Linked DNA regions of Arachis hypogaea: region 1 is linked to region 2. Evidence: chromatin contacts called from public Hi-C data. All regions are on one chromosome and are shown on one strand. Each heading gives the region's core, a stretch centred on a gene start, on an enhancer-like site or on the middle of the called end of the contact. The rest is flanking DNA. Distances are from core to core; before and after follow the strand shown. Region 1 has its middle 10 kb from the start of LOC112757358. Region 2 has its middle 22 kb from the start of LOC112760270.

The links. A called contact is a pair of places that touch in the nucleus more often than the background predicts.
Region 1: a Hi-C map of an unstated tissue shows a contact between it and region 2, with 2.9 times the contacts expected there. The contact joins two enhancer-like sites. A contact is called at or near these places in 2 of 8 Hi-C or Micro-C datasets (leaf and an unstated tissue).

What each region holds. Positions count from the first base shown.
Region 1 is chr16:111,778,402-111,781,923 of arahy.Tifrunner.gnm2.J5K5, forward strand. No RefSeq gene overlaps it. Among protein-coding and RNA genes, the nearest start is that of LOC112757358, 10 kb to the right of the region's middle. Within about 2 kb of position 1,735, at least 3 of the 3 cell types and tissues checked have open chromatin away from gene starts, as enhancers often do.
Region 2 is chr16:111,690,578-111,694,434 of arahy.Tifrunner.gnm2.J5K5, forward strand. It overlaps the pseudogene LOC112757356. Among protein-coding and RNA genes, the nearest start is that of LOC112760270, 22 kb to the right of the region's middle. Within about 2 kb of position 1,489, at least 3 of the 3 cell types and tissues checked have open chromatin away from gene starts, as enhancers often do.

The DNA.
Region 1 (3,522 bases), core at 485-2,984, 88 kb after region 2:
GGGGACTGTTACCCTCCATGCATGTTTAACGCATGTCTTTTTCTGCCTTTCTCGCTTGTCGCGGAAAAAGAATCTTGCATGCTGACAGAACCTGTAGCATCCATGCATGCGTGTCGCGTCCCTGATTTCTCGTCATTCGCGAGATGACAATGACATCCTCTCGCCATCTACGAGATGACAGTGTTAGTTTCTCACCACCTGCAAGATGCACGCGTCACTACTCTTGCATCCAATTCCCTAACTCACTCACCAATATAACACCTCGAAAAATATCCAATATAAAAAATAATTTTTGAAATAATTATATAGTGAAATATTATGTTTTAAATAATTAAAGTAGTCTATAGGTACAATACACAAGTTGTAACTGTCATTTTTTATTTATTCAATAGATTTCTTCTATAATTTGCAACTGAATAAACAGACAAAAACAAAGATAGGTTTTACTGTGATTTTGTCCTTTTTATATGCACATTGATTGATTTATATAACAGGTTTACTATTTCATTATGAGTTTTGATAAATGCACTTAACCCTTAAAATAATCTATAAAAAATGATGTAAAAGTATATTTGCAAATTAAAACAAAAATTATTTTTTAAAATTATTTTTGTATGGTTGAATTTAACATATGGAAAAAATTTTTAACTGTCAGAATACACACAAAACGTCACCACCGTTTTGTGCATGTTAATAATTTTTTAATATTTTAAAAAGAAAACGGCTTTGCTGTTTTGTGTTAAAGAATTTTTTTTTATTTTTTGAAATTAAAAAACTCACTGCCGTTTTGCGTGCTACACAAATTTTAAAGTTTAAAATTAGTCAAAACAGCGGTGACGTTTTCTTCAATGGTGATTTGGTGAGGGAAGGAGCAAGTATTTTTAGAAGTGGTTTGTTGTTCCTGAAGAATTGAAAGCAACCAAAGAGAAAAAAATGAGGATGGAGACATGAGATTATTTCTGTTGCTGGGTTATGCAGGGAATAAGAGAGAAGTAAGTCAGGTGTCAAACATGGAGAACAAAACATCACTGACGTTTTCATCAAAACGTGGTCGATGTTTTGCAGGTAACGGCGGCGCTCCCACAACGATGTTAAACACGCCAATTGACTCATTTTTGGATCAAACTCACCTAATGGGTCAATATTAAAAAAAAAGTTCCACACACTACCACTTTTATAATAATTAATTAGTGATTACCACATTATATATATATAAAAAGAAAATTATAATTACCTTATATATTCTTTATATATTTTTACTATAATTAATTATTATTAACATTAAACTAATAAAAAAATAATTTAAATAAGGCAGACGGAGGAGGTGGTCCCGGAGGATCCGGCGGCAGACCTCATGATGTTCAATAATAAAGTGATAGACGGGGAGGAGGGTAGAATGATCAATGATGATGTGATTTTGAATGATTTAAAATTTAAATTTCCTAATTTGGATAAAGCAGTTATGGTGAGTGATTCGGTTAGCTCAACTGAGTGTACTGGTCAGGAGGATCTTGAGGGTTATGGATTGAATGTGGAGGGGGATTCAGAGAGAACAGTTACACAGGATATTGTCGTTTGTGAAGGGGAGGTGCTTAAGGGGAATGCAAGGATATGTGGGGTGAATGATTTGGACTTATATTATTTAGAATAGATTAAGGAAGGATATGCTGGTGAGGGTGGTATGGGCTTGGGGTTAAAGGGCCCAATTGTCAAAGGAAAGGAAAGTGGGCTGCGGTTTGGGTATACGTCACAAGGGGATTGGGCTGATGAGAATGGGGCTGGCCAGAATCAGGTGCGGTGTGTGACTGGGTCGGGTGTTGAACCGGGTAGGGTTGGAGGTTCTCAGGTCCACAAGACTGTTGGGAAGAGAACGCTGAAGCCACAGGATCTGGGAATGCAAGGAGTGCGGGAGTGCCCAGACGCACGCGGAGTGAAGGTTGTAGGCGCGGGGAGGGCTGCGTCGATTAGTCGGGACCGTGCGGCGGCTGAGGCACATAGCTCCATGGCTAGGGCAGGCCGCGGCGACCACCAGAGGGCTGCGGTCGGCGATGGTGAGCAGGGGAGAACGAGGCAGCTGGAGGGGATTAGGGAGCGGACGGAATCGGAGGAAGAGGGACATGTATTTATCTCTTTTGGGAACCGATCAACAAACCCGGCGCATGGGGAGGAGGGACTAAGAGCTTCGGGACCAGCTGCTGGGATAGGCACCGTAGGAGAAAACGTGGTGGCTACTGCGGGGTCTGAGACAGAAAAAGAGGGCCGGCAGGAGCAAGTTAATGGCAGAAATACTGTTCAAGGTCAGATGAAAGAGAATGCGGAAACTTGGGCTTTGGCAGTGGAGTCAGGTGCTGTTCTATTGGATGAAGAAGTGGATATTATGGTAATTTTACAAGAGCAGAACAAAGAGTTAGCAGTGAAAAGAAAGATTGCAAAACAAAAAGAAAAGGCACGAAGAAGTCGGCCGAAGAATCTCAATAAGGTGAGTAAAAATGTTGTTAAATGATTTTCGGTTGTTGGAATATTCAGGGGTTGAGGGGGGACGGAAAATTGAGTATGATAAAATCTTTGAAGAATTTTTATAAGCTAAACATGTTAGGATTGGTGGAAACTAAGAGGCAGGATTTTACGAAGTTTGATGTTGCAAGAATTTGGGGTTGGAATACTGTAGGTTGGGAGTTTGTAGAGTCGATAGGGGCTTCTGGAGGTCTGTTGTTAATTTGGGATGATGATTTGTTTAAAGCCAATAACTATTATAAAGGGGAGAGATGGTTGTGCGTTGAAGGAGTGATGATGGAAAATAATTTTAATTGTGCTGTGTGTCTGGTGTATGGGGCGCATGAGAGGGAGGAAAAGCGGGTTGTTTGGGAGGAGTTGAGTTATGTCGCGGGTCTGTGTCAGGTGCCTTTTTGCTTTTTGGGAGATTTTAATGAGATTCTACATGTGGAAGAACGTAAAGGGGCAAGCAGTTTACCGAGGTCAGCAGAAGAGTTTAAGAATTGGGTACATGATATGCAGTTGGTGGACTTGCCTCTGAATGATAGGAAGTTTACGTGGTTCAGGGGTCGTTCTTGTAGTCGGATTGATAGAGTCCTGGTTAATATAGAGTGGGTTGAGAAATTTCCTGATGTTCGCCTAAAAGGTGGGCCTAGAGGGTTGTCTGACCACTGCCCATTGATTGTGGAGGATAAAAGAATTGGGGGTGGCCGACGACCTTTCAGAACTCTGGATTCCTGGTTTACTCATGAGGATTTTCTGCGAATGGTTAAAAATGAATGGAGAAATTTGGGAGATATTCAGTTCACTAGTAAGTTGAAGAGACATGGAGAAGAGACTGCAGACGCTTGAGGAGGAGATTAAGAAACTGGATAATATGGTTAGTGCTGGTGTCTATGATGGTACAACGGAGGCTAGAAGAAAGGTGTTGGTGAGTTTCTGCAAGAAGTGGTATGTTAGGAAAGAGTTACACTGGAAGCAGATGTCGCGGTCAAAGCATGCTAAGTATATGGATAGAAATACTAGATT
Region 2 (3,857 bases), core at 239-2,738:
TCTTCCTTTAGACGAGTGCAAGACAAATTTACAGCTCCCAAAACAACATGTGGTTGGTGATCTGTCATAAACTTAAGCACACGTTCCTGGTCATTCTTCAGTGTAAAGCACATCTAGCACTTCTCCTGAAGAATCCAACATAACAGAAGTTGTTTGTGGTTTGCCAGGTCCCCAACAACATGCGATAACCCTAGGAGCAGCCTCTTCATCAGAGCTAAGATCATTTTCCTTCTGCTGATAAGGTCCCACAGAAACCTTATTCCACAATGCCTCCCCATACTCCATAAGTAACCAATTCTTTGCCTTGCTTGACAAAACACCTCTTGCCTCCTTTTCCATAGATGGTAAGAGAAACCGAAAAATTGCATCATTCAATATCAGCTTCCTCTGTTCGTTCCACAGCTGAGCAAATCTGCTAACACTATCACTAATATAATACTCATTAAATTGGTCTATTAACTTATTAAGATACTCTTCAGGAAGCTTAATAGTAACTTGGAGAAGTTTCTCCTCCTCTGCCTTCTGTATAAGGAGCCATTGAGCATCCTCAAACTTAGACAATGGCTTCTCGCGCAACCACTTCACACCAGCAAACTGATGGAAAGAATCTATTGTTGTATTTCCATCAGCAGTAGGACAGTAGACACCGCCGCATGATCAAGAGAGTGAGTGCGAACATGCTTCCCAATGCTAGGCTCACAACTTATCTCAACGGCTGCCTGAAACAAAATATCCATTAGAATAAAATCAAAGGTCACTTTTAAGGATAAACCTGAGCAAGGTCAAATATGCATACCATGTGCCTAGCACACTTAGGTACTTCTTGAGGGGTATCATACATGGCATATGTAAAATTTGTAGCCATCTCCTCTCTGGTGTTTCCTTTGGATCCTCCAACTCAAGCTACAATACAGATAAGGGAAAATAGAACCTTAAGTTTAGTGTTAAAACAAATGGCAATATCAAATTTAAGTATACTTACCAGAGCAACAAGTGACATGGGATCTGTCTTCCTGGCTACCAGAGTTTTTACTTCCCTCTGGGTCTTTATTTTTGTTATATGCTCTTCGAATCCTGGAGGAATTGATGGATCAATGAGGGTTATATTGTCTTCCACTTGTTCGGCCCCTCTTCTGTATCCGTTCTCATTCGATTGACTATCATGCTTCTTTGGGCTATTTTGAAGGCCCATTCGAGTTTCCCGAATAATCTCCTCAATATACATATCATTGACTAAACATTTGTGGAATTTCAATTTTGTAATGGGAATGTGCTTTCTACATTTTGTAATTTGTATATCCAAGTCATATCTATCCAACTCCCGATAAGTCATTAATCCATAGTCAAAAATCAAAATGTTCTCCCCCACCCTCATTATTGTTCCTAGGCCCCACATTTACGATTCCCACGTGGTCATGTTCTTCACCCCCACCATCCTTTTGCACTTGGGATTTAACCGCCTCTTCATTACCCGCCGGAACTTTATTCTCCATTGTCAAGCTACCTCCAAGCTTCTTCTTCAGACCATCATATCATACATCGACACCGGAGAATTTGGTTCACGCATATGTCAAACTTGTCACCGTCAACGTCTGAAGTCACAATAGCATGGATTTTAGTCATCCAGTTTGTTAATTACCACCATAAATTTTTCCATATTAAATTCCTCCTGAAACAACCGATTTTTTCACCCCGACCAATGGCTCCCCCCACACAGACGCCACTTTAAGGAAGTTATCCTCATTTTATGCATGCAAAGGCATATCATATATCTCTAACCATGCTTTCCTTGATCTATTTGTCTCCCCCATTGTCTTTCAACAAGAACGATGAATTTAATGCCTTCTTCATAATTGTTGATAAATGATATAAATGTAATTTCAATCAAAGAGAGAGTAAGATCATCTCCAGCATAAAAAGTAACTCCACATCAGCTTTTGCATCATAAACAATAAATAGAAACTCAAAAAAATCTCTCTCTTTTTCATTAGAAAAAACTAACTTTAATTTCTATTGTGGTCTCACTTAATTAATTAATTAAAGTAATTAAAATTAATATAATTATTATTTTTTATAATAATATTATTTAAATTTATAAATTTAAAATAATTCAATATTATAAAATATTAAAATAAATAACTCAAATTTAATTAGTATTTTAAATTTTATAAATAAAAAAAATAATTTAACTAAAAATTATTTTATAATACGTACAAATTAAATTTATTTTTTATGTAAAATAAATTTAATATAATTATTTATATTAATTATAATTTAATATAACTAATTATTAAATAATTAATATAAATAATTAATTAAATAGATATATAAGTATTTAATATATTTTTATTTTTATTTTATTAACTTACCACATTGTATGATTTTATTGGTTGTTGCAAGTTTTTATTCAGAGGGATTCTCAACCTTGATACACATGAAGAGCCTTCCTTCATTTTTCACTCCAATGGTAATTGAGTTCCCGTATGTTAGAAGAGGAACTTTATTTCTTAGCATTGGAGTTGCTCTAAATATACAAAAGACAGATAAAAATAATTCATTATAATAAAAAAATAGTTAATATGTGTTTAAAAAATATATGATAAGATAAATACATTAAAAATAAGGACAATTCTATGATGCTGAAGGAAGAAATATTCCTCATCTGCTGAAATAACGTGTCCATCCCATTTCAACGAATGTGAAAAAGTAAGGGTTGCTGTTCATGGCAGTGCAACCAAGTGTGGGTCTTACAAATATCAGTGGAGCTTTGACGAAGTTTTAAGTTTTTAATTAATCCCCTTCTAATGGATTATTATTTGTAGCAATTTATGTTTATTGATTTATATTTTATACTATTTTAATGGATGAATTATGTTATTTAGAGTTGCAATTTTTGAATGAAAATAATTGAATTAACCGAAACAAAATTATATTAGGGTAATTTTTAAGTTTTGTATCTCCATTAAATGATGATAAATGACTTAACAAAAATAAAAAAATCAATTACAATTAACTCATTTAATATAAATTATCATTACCATTCTTTATAATTATTATTAGTCTTTATTGTATTTTTAAATATAAAAATCAGAGGCTATTTTGGGTCTCGTTGTCAAGCATCTCGTTGTCTTTTGAGGTAATTGTCAGGGGCTATTTTTTATTTTTTTTTTTAGTTTAATTTGTGAGAAATTTATTTAAAAAATGAAGTATAAGTTATGGAAAAACAGTTGGCCAATAAACTTTGTGTGGTTGTTAAACAATAAAAAAAGTTTGGTAACAGTTATAATTAATCAAAATTTTCTATAATTTACTTTATTTATATAATTTAATAACAATTTTATTTTTTATCTCACTCTCCTATCAATTTACTTATCATATTCTTATCAGTTTCATTTATTAATGACATTAAATATGATACTGTTAGACATTCTTGTAATCAATATTTAATATTTTTTTTATGATTTGACTTTTATATTTAAAAACACAATAAAGGCTAATAATAATTATAAAGAACGTTAATGATAATTTATATTAAATGAGTTAATTGTAATTAATTTTTTATTTTTGTTAAGTCGTTTATCATCAATGGAGATACAAAACTTAAAAACTACCCTAATATGATTTTGTTTAAGTTAATTCAATTATTTTCATTCAAAAATCACAACTCTAAATAACATAATTCATCCATTAAAATAGTATAAAATATAAATCAATAAACATAAATTGCTGCAAATAATAATCCATTAGAAGGGGATTAATTAAAAACTTAAAACATCGTCAAAGCTCCACTGGCATTGGTAGGACCCACACTTGGTTGCACTGCCACGAACAGCAACCCTTACTTTCTCACATTCATT